Linked DNA regions of Mus musculus: region 1 is linked to region 2. Evidence: chromatin contacts called from public promoter capture Hi-C data. All regions are on one chromosome and are shown on one strand. Each heading gives the region's core, a stretch centred on a gene start, on an enhancer-like site or on the middle of the called end of the contact. The rest is flanking DNA. Distances are from core to core; before and after follow the strand shown. Region 1 holds the start of Hcfc1r1 (host cell factor C1 regulator 1 (XPO1-dependent)). Region 2 holds the start of Zfp54 (zinc finger protein 54).

What was found. Promoter capture Hi-C pulls out the DNA fragments that hold promoters and counts their contacts.
Region 1: a contact with region 2 is called in a promoter capture Hi-C map of pre-B cells, with 4 times the contacts expected there. The contact joins the promoter of Hcfc1r1 here to the promoter of Zfp54 in region 2.

What each region holds. Positions count from the first base shown.
Region 1 is chr17:23,670,338-23,676,878 of GRCm38.p6, reverse strand. It overlaps Hcfc1r1 (host cell factor C1 regulator 1 (XPO1-dependent)), which reads right to left and starts at 3,271. Exons shown (of 3, transcript NM_181821.2): 1 at 2,811-3,271; 2 at 2,204-2,344; 3 at 1,355-1,995. The coding sequence starts at 2,896. The coding sequence ends at 1,860. It overlaps Thoc6 (THO complex 6), which reads left to right and starts at 3,002. Exons shown (of 13, transcript NM_001008425.2): 1 at 3,002-3,365; 2 at 5,972-6,087; 3 at 6,174-6,238; 4 at 6,327-6,430; 5 at 6,519-6,541. The coding sequence starts at 3,327. It overlaps Tnfrsf12a (tumor necrosis factor receptor superfamily, member 12a), which reads left to right. Exons shown (of 4, transcript NM_013749.2): 2 at 256-360; 3 at 606-740; 4 at 833-1,434. The coding sequence ends at 888.
Region 2 is chr17:21,418,211-21,425,162 of GRCm38.p6, reverse strand. Zfp54 (zinc finger protein 54) reads right to left here and starts at 1,919. Exons shown (of 5, transcript NM_001379357.1): 1 at 1,846-1,919.

The DNA.
Region 1 (6,541 bases), core at 2,022-4,521, 2.3 Mb before region 2:
CGGGCCCGGTGCCCAGGAGTGAGTCACACTGTGGCGCGCGGGGGGGTACTGTCCCCCCCCAAGTCCCGCGCCACTCGACCCCCCTCCCGCACTGCCGCGTTTGGGTCAGGCGATGCGGTCACCTGCGAGGAATGAGTGGGGGGCGGGGGGGACACGCGATAGTGACTCACGTTATTCGAGCCGACTGACCCTGACCTCAGCCCCCAGAATAGCCGCACCCAGCCGCAAGCTTCTGACCTGCAGCCCCCTCCTCAGGCACCTCCCCATGCTCTAGCGGCAGCTCCTGGAGCGCGGACCTCGACAAGTGCATGGACTGCGCTTCTTGTCCAGCGCGACCACACAGCGACTTCTGCCTGGGATGTGAGTGGGGGCGGGGTGGGGCTGGTGGCAAGCGGATCCTAGACCTGGGTAGTGGGTTGTTGGGGCAGAGAGGAGGGTTGTAGACGTAGGATATAGGAAATCAGGGAAGACTGACTGAGGAAGGGGCTTCTATCAGGGTGTGTATTGTGTGTGTGTGTGTGTGGGGGGGTAAGCTTGAGACCTCCTTGAGGACAGACTAGACTGCTGTCCCAAGGGCAAGATCTGATTTGAACCCTGATCACTAGGCGCCGCAGCACCTCCTGCCCACTTCAGGCTACTGTGGCCCATTCTGGGGGGCGCTCTTAGTCTGGTCCTGGTTTTGGCGCTGGTTTCTAGTTTCCTGGTCTGGAGAAGATGCCGCCGGAGAGAAAAGTTTACTAGTAAGTGAGCTCTCCACCCTCGCTCCTCCCACCTCCCTCATCACTTCCCTAATTGTCCCCTAACCACAACAACCCCACTTTTTATTTTCCAGCCCCCATAGAGGAGACTGGTGGAGAGGGCTGCCCAGGTGTGGCACTGATCCAGTGAGGAGCACCCGCGCTGGGGCCCACTCGTCGTCCATTCATTCATTCTGGAGTCAGCCTGGCCTTCCAGACAGAAGCCGAGCCAGACTCTTTCAACCACAAGGGGGTGGGGCGAGGTGGTGATTCACCTCCAAGGACTGGGCTTAGAGTTCAGGGAGCCTTCCAAGGTGTCCAATTGCCCTATCTCTGGGTCTGGGGCAGACAGAGAGCCTCAATCTGGGTCACAAAGCGACCCATACTAAGGAACTGCAGCATTTGCACAAGGGAATCTCTTGTTCCCCACAAGTCCTGGCAGTCTGGCTGACTTGAGGGGCAGACACAACACTGGGTCCCACCCACTCGGAGGGGCTATAATGCCACTCCCTGAGTTTTAGCCCTAGGAGTGGGTCAGATTGACAGACCTGTTCTTAACACTAAGGGGGCTGGCCCTCTGGGAGGGCTGGCCCCAGTACACACGGAAACAACCATCTCCCAAGGGGGGTGATATTTATTGTGGGGATAATGTTTGGAGGGGAGGGAGACTTATTAATAAAAGAATCTTTAACTTTAAGATATGGCCTGATCCCTAACTTGACTCCCCAGAACTGGAGGGAGGGAGCCAGTCGGCCACTGCGGGGGCGGGGGTGAGGCTGTGACTCACACATTCTCAATGCCTGGAGCTCAGCCTGCCAGGACCTGGCTTGCCCTCACCGATTTTCCAGGGAAGATTTTGAGGAGGAAACCCCAGCATCCAGTACCCCACCCTCCCCAAAGGCTGCTGAGAAATCTTCAACTGCTCACAGGTCTTTATTCACTAATGGGGTAACATTTTCCCTTTCCCAGGCTGCCTTTCACTGAGGGTTCCACCGAGCTAGTGTCCTCTTGTCAGAGGGAAGGTCCTGGTGGCCAGGTTTGCAGAAGGACTTCATCCCTTTCTGGGAGTTGCTGGTCTTTGTTGTCAGAAAGAAGATAGGGAGGGACACAGGCCATCAATACTCAGAGCTCCACGATATCCCCAGCTGGGGACGCAGGGTAGTAGGGACTGGGGGTATCCCCCAGCCTCAGCAGCCTGAGGGCTTCAGGAATCAGGCTCCCGGGATAGCGCCAGAGAAGCAGCTCTGGGCAAGGGCTCCTAAAAGAAGAAAAAAAGATTGAAAGAACAGGGCAGAAGGCTGGCTTGGCAGTGCCACCTCCTACCAGGTCCAGGTCGCCTGGAGCCAAAGATGGAAAACAGCACAAGTTGGCTAGAAGCTAAAAATAGCACGATGAGGCAGAGAGTGAGGAGGGGCTCTGAGGACCGAATGTGATCCTCTAGAAGGCCCTCAAGGGGAGGTGCCTACCTGAGTGGTGGCAGGGCTTCGGGAAAAGTCACAGGGGGGCTGCAGTAGGGGTGGTCATTATGTAGGCTGAGTCGGGAGAAATGGGTGGCCATGTTCTCCTCAGACAGGAACTGCTTGTGCAAAGGTTCCCTGGGGGAAAGACTGGAGAAGAATAGAGGCAGGGATGTTGAGAGTGGAGGCAAACTGATGAGGACCAAAGGTGAATCTTGGAAGCCCCATCCGCCCCTACACTTAGAAGTTCCTTCTCCAGGGCTCTCCATGGTCACTGGCACAGCTCCTCTGAGAAGGGAGCTGGGAAGTAGCGCCAGGTGTAGTCCACTCTCTTTGCCCCTTCCCAAAGATCTGTCCACCTGAGTCTACAGGGTAAACCAGGTTCCCAGAATCAGCCTTGTCTTGTGTGGCCTAAGCCACCTTCCTCTCCCAGGCTATACACAGGTTACCTTGGAAATCTTGACCTTGGCTTCCCTGCTTCAACACAAGCTCAAGCACCACGGTTTCCTGAATCGCCTCCCCACTTTCCAGGATCCCCCTACTGACCAGCCCTGGATCCCCCAGCCAAAACTCCTGCCCTCCGCTCGTCCAGCCCACTCAGGGACCAATTACACACCTGGCGTTTAGGCCGCGAGTTACCCCAGTGGTGGCCCGTGGGTCCCGACTTGGGGGACCTCGCTCCAGGGGCTGTTGCAGGATCATTACGGCTCAGGGTCCTGCAGATAGAGGGGTGGGATTCAAGCAGCAGAGGCGGAGCCTTTGAGGGCGTGGTACAGCGCGAGGGGCGGGCCTACCGGCGTGCGCACTGGAGACGTTTTACGCAGGCGCGGAAGACAGGAATCAGGTTAGAGGTTAGAAGGCGGGACAGGTCGGCGCGGTGGGGGAGGGGATCCGGCGTGGCTGGATAGTTCTGGGCGCTTTTTAGCATAAGGGTGCTTCGTGTAGTTCTCCTAGGTTTCTGTGGTTCGAGACAGCACGGACCTGCCGCCTTAGTTGCTGGGCGACAGGCAGTGCTAGGTCTTGGGGCGTAACGAGAAGAGCCACCATCAGGCACGTCCGGAATCGAGAGGTTGTGTCGTGCGTCGAGAGATTGTGTCACACGTAGAGCCCTCTGGGACTTGTAGTTCTCAAGATGGAGCATGCCGCACCGCTCGCGGTGCCTCTGGGTCAGGTGAGTCGAGTGTATGCACAGTGCCTTCTGGGGTTTGTAGTCTTGCTCTGACATCTACCCCTGGAGTGTTCCAGGATACCCAGTGTTCATAGGTGATTTGTGGGACTTGTACCCTGAGCCCACGAAAAGTGATCCGGAACCTTGAGATCTAATAGTGACTGAAGGATTAGATGTTGGTACATTTTCCTGTGCGGGATAATAGAGCCACTTAAAAAAATTTGCGCCGTTGGAGGTGGTGGCACATTTACGATCCTAGCACTGGGAAGGCAGAGGGAGACATATCTCTTGTGAGTTAGAAACCAGCCTGCTACTTAGTGAATTCCATGTCATCCAATGCTATATAGTTAGACCCTGACTCAAAAAAAAAAAAAAAAAGTTCATCGTAATTGTAAATGAGGTGCCCCTCCCCCTTTAAACCCAGGGTCTTGGTCTTCATAAGAATGTGCTCTATTATTTAGTTACAGCTCAGCCCACTGCTTACTGGTGTGAGACAGTCTCGTAAGTCTTGAACTTTGTTATATACTGGAGAATGTCCTTGAACTTCTGTTCTTCCTGCCTTCACCTCCACTGAGTGCTCCAGGCTATTGGGTGTGCTGCAAAGCCCAATATCTACAATGCTGGTGCTCAAACGCTGAGCTTTGAGTAAGAATAGGTTTTTGGGTATGGAGAGAGAGTGGAGGATCTGAGCTGGGTGCCAGCACTCAAGTTCCAAAGCTTGTAATTGCCTGTTAATTCCAGCTACAGGGGAGCCAATCCTCTGGCCCCTGTGGACGTACTTGTATATACTTCCCTCACACACTTATACAAAATACAAATAATTAAAATCAGTAAAGTAAATCTTAAAAAGGAAGAAAAGAGCATGGTCTACCATGAGCAGTTACCCTCAGCCCCAAGAACCACTGTGCTTGCTCGTACACACACACACACACACACACACACACACACACACACACATTTTGAGACAGGGTTTCTCTGTGTGGCCTTGGCTGTCCTGGAACTTGCTCTGTAGACCAGTTTGGCCTCAAATTTACAGAGATCTGCCTGCTTCTGCCTCCCAAGTGCTGGGATTAAAGGCATGTGTCACCATTGCCCATATATGTACATCAAACTGGCCAGGAACTCAGAGATTTACCTAACTGCCTCCTCTCAATTGTCGGAACAGATTAAAGGCATGCCACCACACTTGGCTTACTTATTTCCTTGTAAAGTTTTCTCATTGTTTTATGTATGTAAGTGTTTTGCTTACATGTTGTATGTGTGCTATGGTACCCTTAGAGGCCAGAAAGGGTATCACAGGGGAGTGGAGAAATGGCCCAGCACTTGCTACTCTTCCAAAGAAACCAAGTTCAGCTCCTAGTACCCATATAGGAGTGGGCTTACAGCTGCTTGTAATCCAGTTCCAGGAGGTCCAACACTCGACACTGCACATACACTCGCACACACGCACGCATGTACATGCACACACACACACATGCATGTACACTCATGCACAAGACAGAAGCAAGAAGATCTCTCTGGGACCAGCCTAATCTACATAGTGAGTTCTGGGCCAGAGAGGGTTCCTGGTGAGAACCTTTTTCTGAGGGGTGGGGGTAGAAAGAGAGAGACAGAGAGAAAAGGGGAGGGGAGAGGGGGAGAAAGGAGAGAGAGGTGCAGTAGAGGGAGGGGGCTGGGCCCTCCTGGAACTGAGGTGCAGGTGGTTGTGATCTGCCATGTGGGTGCTTTGGGGATCCTCTGCAAGAGTGGCGCACACTTCCCTGCTGAGCCATCTTCCAGACCTCCTCCCCCGCACCCCCATTTTTTAAAGATTATTTTGAGTCACTTAGATTTTTGAGATAGGGTCTGAGATATTTCAGGCTGGCCTGAGGTTTGTCACGTAGTGGAATGTGTCCTTCTGCTTGTACCTTCAGAGTGCTGGGATCACAGGCTACATGTGTGTGCTTGCTTTATGCAGTGTGCTGTGCTAAGCAAGCACTCTACCAATTCAATTCCATCCTTAGTGTGTACTTGAGACTGTCTCATGTAGCCCAGGCTGCCTTTGAATTCACTGTCTAGCTGGGCATAACCTTGAGTTACCAGTGAGTTTCCCTGCCTCCAACTCTCATGTGCTGGGGTTACATTCTATACAACTCCCTCTGGCTTCAGTGCTCTCAAGATTTGTTAGTTTACCTAATCATGACAGAATTTCTTGTGAGTGCCATCTGTCTGTTCAGCCAATGGGAGGAGGCTTGGTCTTGCTCAAAGTCTTAGGTTTTGTTTTTGGTTTTTTTTTTTTTTTTTGAGACAGGGTTTCTCTGTATAGCCCTGGCTGTCCTGGAACTCACTTTGTAGACCAGGCTGGCCTCGAACTCAGAAATCCTCCTGCCTCTGCCTCCCAAGTGCTGGGATTAAAGGCTTGCGCCACCACCGCCGGCAAGCTGTGGCTCCTCGGTTCTTTTTTCCACTCTCTTCCTGGAGTCACTTTGTATGGGCTGATGCCTCTCATCCTGGCTGAGATGGGCTGAGAAGCCTGGGCGGGGGTGGGGGTGGGGGTGGGGTGGGTAAGCAGAAGTCTGTAGGAGGTGGCCCCAGACTTCTTAGACTCTCTTGATCACCCTTTTCCACAGGCTGAGGTATTTCAGGCCCTGCAGCGACTGCACATGACCATCTTTTCCCAGAGTGTCTCCCCCTGCGGGAAGTTTCTGGCAGCTGGCAACAATTACGGGCAGATTGCCATCTTCAGGTACCCTCAACCCTGATTCCTACCACACAGGAGCCCTGGCACTTGAGCCTCCTTGGCTTTGACTTGGCTCCCTACCTCTCTTTCAGTTTGTCTGCTGCCTTAAGTTCAGAGGCCAAAGAAGAAAGCAAAAAACCGGTGGTGGTCTTCCACGGTGGGTATAGCTGTTGAGAGTGGTTCAGGTGACCTCAGGAGAGAGAAGGGCTCACAGGGGCTAATGAGAGTTTTCTGTGTCTCTCTAGCCCATGACGGGCCTGTCTACAGCATGGTCTCCACAGATCGACACCTACTCAGTGCTGGCGATGGAGAGGTCAAGGGTTGGCTTTGGGCAGAAATTCTCAAGAAGGTAAGAAGTCTGGAGCCTAGGGCAGGGCTGACCTTCCCCACCTCAGAGGTGTGGGGATCAGGGTTTCCTCCTGTGTTTCTCCATGAAGGGCTGTAAGGAACTGTGGCGTCG
Region 2 (6,952 bases), core at 670-3,169:
CAGTTAGCTGTGCCTGTTGTTCTTGCTCCAAAAATCATTAAACACTACATCTAGAGATTAATTTTCATCATTTTATAATACATTAAAATTGCTGAAACGAAAACCATTTCTGAAGATCTGATCAGTGATGTGTATGGAATAAGGACAGCATCACTCACATGTACAATCAAGTAAAAGTTTATTGCCTCCTAGTATCAATTCTTCTGTAGAAAGTCTTCTCATCTCTATATTAGGATAATCCTGAGGAGATTTTTCTCAGTGGAAGTCTCTAGAATTATTTCTAGTGAAACAGAATGTGGCAAAACTGATCTCATGGCCCACTTCCACATTTACCTGAACCCCTTGCCTTCCCTTGACCAATCCCCCAACATACCTGGATCCTTAGCTACTGTCTCCTCCCTGTCCACCTTCCAGGTCTGTGTTCTGTTCCACAGGTGAGCTGATCTGGATGATCAGTGAGCCTGTACTTGGATTCCTAGCACAGTACTGTGCTCAGTCAATAAAGAGGAACAAAACTGAAGACTGTACAATGATCCCCCAAATGCCATTCAGTGTCAGAATATTGAAAAATATTTAGAAAACATTTTCAGTTAGTCTAGCGTGAACCTCACTTCCAATCACAGCTTCTTGAAAACTTATGGGTAGAAATGAAACTGGATGATTGGAATGAGAATAATATACACTAATAAAGTTCTGAACTTATCATGAACTGAAAATGATGGAAGCCTTTGTAGCTTGATCATGGACTTTTTTTTTCTCTCTCTCTCTCTTTCTCTTTAGGACAGCAGCTTGGCCACTTTCTGACCCAAGGGGCTGGAAATGGCAGTTATGGCCCTAAGAGAAACCTGGGGATGATGCTGGGGTAGGAGGGGAGGCTAGTCATTTCAGTGCCTCCAGGGCCTTAAAACCTGGAAATCCCTTCATTACTCAGTGTTAACAGATTACATTGTTCCAGCTTTAATGACCAAGCAATACTTCAGGACCCACTGTTCTTTTCCAGTACGTCATTTCACATGCTCCAAAGACACTATAAACACCCATCCCTCTGCCTAGCCTTCCAACTCTCTTCCCTTTCAGAGTAGCTGCCATTCTGTTTATCTGCAATATATCTCTTGCACGATGTTTGTTGTGTGGTGTGACTTTGTTGTATTGCTTTTGCTCCTGACTGCAAAGATGCCCTTGCTCTTAAAAATTCCTTACATGTTCCTTTCATTACTGATAGTTAAAACCTCTCCGTAGGTGCCAAGTTCCCAGGTATACAAAGAAATTAGTGTGGACTAATGTAAATTTCAGGAGCGTTGTCCTTTCTATCATAGCAAAATAACAAGAACAAAACAAAAACAACAACCAAACCAAACACGTTTGCCAATATTAACAGATAGTTTCAAATACTCCACTAGAGTACTTCTATAAGAAAAATTTGCCAAGAGAATAAATGGAAAAAAAATCAGTATTCATCAACTTAGTATGGTCTAAAATCTATGGGCAAGGGCAAGACATGAAGAGCAGAATTTTGAGAGCTGTCATTTTTATGAGTAGCCGAGGAAATATCTCACCCCTGTCTGATTCCTTCCCTTTCCCAGCCCCTTAGCTCCTCTAACCTGGTAGGTTACAGCCCTCCCCCACTGGGCTGTGGTTCCACCGGTTGGGCTGCTGCCTGCTGACTCTCCCAGGATGCCCCGCGCGGCACCTGAGGCTCAGGGTAGTTTTTTGCGTCCCCTTGAAACCCTTCTTGTATCCTCTGACTCCAGGTCTGCATCACAAGATTCTCCACGGTGCATGCCAGCGAGTTCCTCGAGGAAGACGTCCTTGCCACTTTTGGGTTTGGCTCCTCAGTCAACTTACCTAGGTTCACTAAAGAACAGTCCCAGCTATCACGCCACTCCTCTAATCCCAGCTCCATTCAACACACTTCCTCCACACAACACACTTCCTCCACACCCATATACTGTCCCCAACGGCTGTTTCCGGTGAGTGGCCCCACCCCCCCGGAGACAGGTCCCTCCCTATCAGTCTCAGGCTGCGGTCCACACAGTTCCAGCTGTCAAGCTTCTCTGAACCCGCTCTCCACAGACTCCCCACAAGTTTGCTGTCAGCGTAGACTAGAACTGGATCTGACAGGACGCTGCACCCGGATATCTGACCACCATACTGAGTTCTGAACCCTTCAGATAAAAGATAGCCTTACACCTCGACTTGACTACCAGCCCGTGAGCGACAAACTTATCCCAAACAATCCCAACACACAAAAATGACAAGTCAAAACCAAATCCTGAAAATTTGACTTGCGGAGAGACATTTAAAGAACTTGGATTTTGAAAAGAAATAGGTGTCTCAAGAAGTCAGTGAATTTATCTTGAGCTGCATGGCTTTCACCACTAGATGGTGGTCTTGCCATTTTCCTAATTCAGAGAGGAGTTTGTCTTCTGTGACTCAAGATAAAAGTGCTTTGAGATAAAACAGACTGTACTAACCCAGCATAATCCCAAAGAATAAACTAAACATTTTCTCTCCTGCCCACGAATAAGCTTAGTCTTCACCCCTTATCAAGAAACTTTTCTCTACTACAGAGACCACTGTAAAAAACTACAGTAATCACAATGCAGAGTTGTGATCATTATGGGGTAGGTCATTATGAATGTTTTGTCTACATTGCCCACTATAATAACTATGATCACCTTGTCTCTGGTGATTCGATGCTGCCACCTGGCCTTTGTTACCTTGGGGCAAAATTAAATCCATTACATTTAATTCATTCAATTGAGTAGCAGTATCTCCAACCCTAAGGTCTGGCACAAGGAAAAGGGCAAGAACAAAACTCTTCAAATGTGCTGTTGCCCCTCTCGCCAGTTTTTGTCCAGAGATACTAAGAGCAACAAGCCAGGCAAATCAGTTTTCTTATTTCCCTCCAAATTGTAGAAAACTTCGTGTACAGGGTCACCTAATTCACACCAGTCACAGTTGATGAATCAAGATAATCAAAGGCATTTGCATATAGTTTCCACCACTGGCCTCCTATATTCTCCAAGCTCCCAGGGGAGAAAGTATCTGGAGAAATTTCAGGAGTTGAAGGTGCCTAGTGAATTAGAAGATGCTGACAAATTATTAAACGGATTCCAGATTCTTAAGACATTCATTCTTATACTTCTGCTCCTCTAGAACCAATCCTGGTACCAACTTGTGTCTTAGTTAGGATTCTCTAGAGTCACATAACTTATGGAATATCTCTATATACATTAAGGGGATTTATTGTAATGACTTACAGTCTGTAGTCCAACTAACCCAACAATGGGAAGCTGTGAATGGGAAGTCCAAGATTCTAATAGTTGCTCAGTCCCATGAAGCTAGTTGTTTAAGCTGGTCTTCTATGGAAGTAGGTTTCAACAGATATGCTGGTGAGTGGTTGAAGAAGAGTGAATCTTCCTTCTTCCAGTGTCCTTATGTAGCCCTCTAGTAGAAGGTGTGGCCCAGATTAAAGGTGTGTACTACCACGCCTGGATCTGGGACTTGCTTTGTTCCAGGCCTAGAACTCTGCCTGCTTCAGTGTCCTGGAATTAAAGGTGGATACTACCTTGCCTGGACCTAAGATTTTCATGGCCACTATGCCTCAAGATCTCCATTTTGAAGATCCAGGTCAGAAACCTGTCTTCCAGCTTCAAGATCTGGATCACAGGTGTGCATTCCATTTCTGAATTGTAGCTCATTCCAGATGTAATCAAGTTGACAACCAGAAATAGCCATCACAGAGGTCAAACATGGCCCTGGGATGGAGAAAAAGAGAATAAATTTTTGCAACTAGGCCAGCACCTCGTCATCTAGGGCTCGGAGTCCATGGACACCGCCAAAGTCCCCAGAGGACTCTCCTCTCAATCTTAGGATCACTGGTGAGTGGAACAAAACATCTGTGCCAATCCAATCGCACAAGACCTGAGACAGCAGAAGGGAAACATAAAACTAGTTTGACCAGGGGCACAAGTCCGTTCTGGCTGGCACCAGCACCGAGTTGGCGGACATGCCCTCAGTCCCCAGAGGACTCTCCACGCTATCTTAGGATCACTGACCAGACAGCTTTATGGTCCTCAAAGGAGATACCACTTCCAGGCACTATAACACACCTAGGATCTTAGGACAACAGGATCCCAGGATAACAGGAGCTGGGTCACACCACCAGTATTTCAGGGTCTCAGCGGAAGCTTGACTGGCAAAAAAACTCTGACACAGCCAGAATCTCAGGTTCACAGGAGCCCACAATAAAAATATCACAGAGAAAGCTGGACTCTGAGCCGTCCTGAATCAACTGGGGTTATAGGAACGACAGGCTCCAATCAGATATATTAAGGGCAGCAAGCACTTGAGATAATCAGATGGCAGGAGGCAAGCATAAGAACAGAAGCAAAAGAAACCAAGGTTACTTGGCATCATCAGAACCAAACTCTCCCACCTTAGCAAGTCCTGGATACACCATCACACCAGAAAAACAAGACATGGATCTAAATTCACTTCTCATGATGATGATGGAGGACTTTAAGAGGGAAATACAGGAAAACACAGGTAAACAGAAGCCTTTAAAGAGAAAACACAAAAATCCCTTAGAGAGTTACAGGAAAACACTAACAAACAGGTGATGGAATTGAAAAAAAAAAAAACCATCCAGGATTTAAAAATGGAAGTAGAAACAATAAAGAAAACCCAAAGGGAGCCAACTCCGGAGATAGAAACCCTGGGAAAGAAATCAGGAACCATAGATTTGAGAATCAGCAACAGAATACAAGAGATGATAGAGAGAATATCAGGTGCAGAAGATTCCACAGAGAACATGGACACAACAACAATCAAAGAAAATGCAAAATGCAAAAAGATCCTAACTCAAAACATCCAGGGAATCCAGGACACAGTGAGAAGACCAAACCTATGGATAATAGGAGTAGATGAGTTACAGGAAGACACTACGAAACAGGTGATAGAATTGAACAAAACTATCCAGGATCTAAAAATGGAAGTAGAAACAATAAAGAAAACCCAAAGGGAGACAACTCTGGAGATAGAAACCCTAGGAAAGAAATCAGGAACCATAGATGCGAGCATCAGCAACAGAATACAAGAGATGGAAGAGAAAATATCAGGTGCAGAAGATTCCATAGAGAACATGAACACAACAATGAAAGAAAATGAAAAATGCAAAAGAAATCCTAACTCAAAACATCCAGGAAATCCAGGACACAATGAGAAGACCAAACCTATGGTTAATAGGAGTAGATGGATATGAAGGGTTTCAACTTAAAGGACCAGCAAATATCTTCAACAAAATCATAGAAGAAAACTTCACATACCTAAAGAAAGAGATGCCCATGAACATACAAGAAGCCTACAGAACTCCAAATAGACTGGACCAGAAAAGAAATTCCTCCTGACACATAATAATCAGAACAACAAATGCACTAAATAAAGAGAAAATATTAAAAGCAGTAAGGGGAAAAGGTCAAGTAACATATAACGGCAGGCCTATTAGAATTACTCCAGACTTCTCACCAGAGACTATGAAAGCCAGAAGATCCTGGACAGATGTTATACAGACACTAAGAGAACACAAATGCCAGCCCAGGCTACTATAGCCAGCAAAACTCTCAATTACCATAGATGGAGAAACCAAAGTATTCCATGACAAAACCAAATTCACACAATATCTTTCCATGAATCCAATCCTTCAAAGGATAATAATGGGAAAACATCAATACAAGGACAGAAACTATGCCCTAGAAAAAGCAATAAAGTAATCCTTTAACAAACCTAAAAGAAGACAGCCACAAGAACAGAATCATACCCCTAACAATAAAAATGACAGGAAGCAACAATTACTTTTCCTTAATATGTCTGAATATCAATGGACTCAATTCCCCAATAAAAAGATATAGATTAACAGACTGGCTACACAAACAGGACACATTTTGCTGCATACAGGAAACCCATCTCAGGGAAAAAGACAGACACTACTTCAGAGTGAAAGATGGAAAACAATTTTCCAAGCAAATGGTCTGAAGAAACAAGCTGGAGTAACCATTCTAATATCGAATAAAATTGACTTCCAACCCAAAGTTATCAAAAAAGACAAGAGGGGCACTTCATACACATCAAAGGTAAAATCCTCCATGAGGAACTCTCAATTCTGAATATCTATGCTCCAAATGCAAGGGCAGCCACATTCATTAAAGAAACTTAGTAAAGCTCAAAGCACACATTGCACCTCACACAATAATAATGGGAGACTTCAACACCCCATTTTTATCAATGGACAGATCGTGGAAACAGAAACTAAACAGACACAGTGAAACTAACAGAAGTTATGAAACAAATGGATTTAACAGATAACAGAACATTTTATCCTAAAACAAAAGGATACACCTTCTTCTCAGCACCTCATGGTACCTTCTCCAAAACTGACCCTATAATTGGTCACAAAACAGGCCTTAACAGATACAAAAGTATTGAAATTGTCCCATGCATTCTATCTGATCACCATGGACTAAGGCTGATCTTCAATAACAACATAAATATTAGAAAGCCAACATTCACATGGAAACTGAACAGCACTCTCCTCAACGATATCTTGGTTAAGGAAGAAATAAAGAAATTAAAGACTTTTTACAGTTTAATGAAAATGAAGCCACATCATACCCAAACTTATGGGACACAATGAAAGCATTCCTGAGAGGAAAACTCATAACTCTGAGTGCCTCCAAAAAGATACTAGAGAGAGCATACACTAGCAGCTTGACAGTACACCTAAAAGCTCTAGAACAAAAGGAAGGAAATTCACCTAAAAGGAGTAGACAGCAGGAAATAATCAAACTCAGGGCCGAAATCAACCAAGCAGAAACAAAAAGAACTATTCAAAGAACCAACCAAACCAGGAGCTGGTTCTTTGAGAAAATCAACAAGATAGATAAACCCTTAG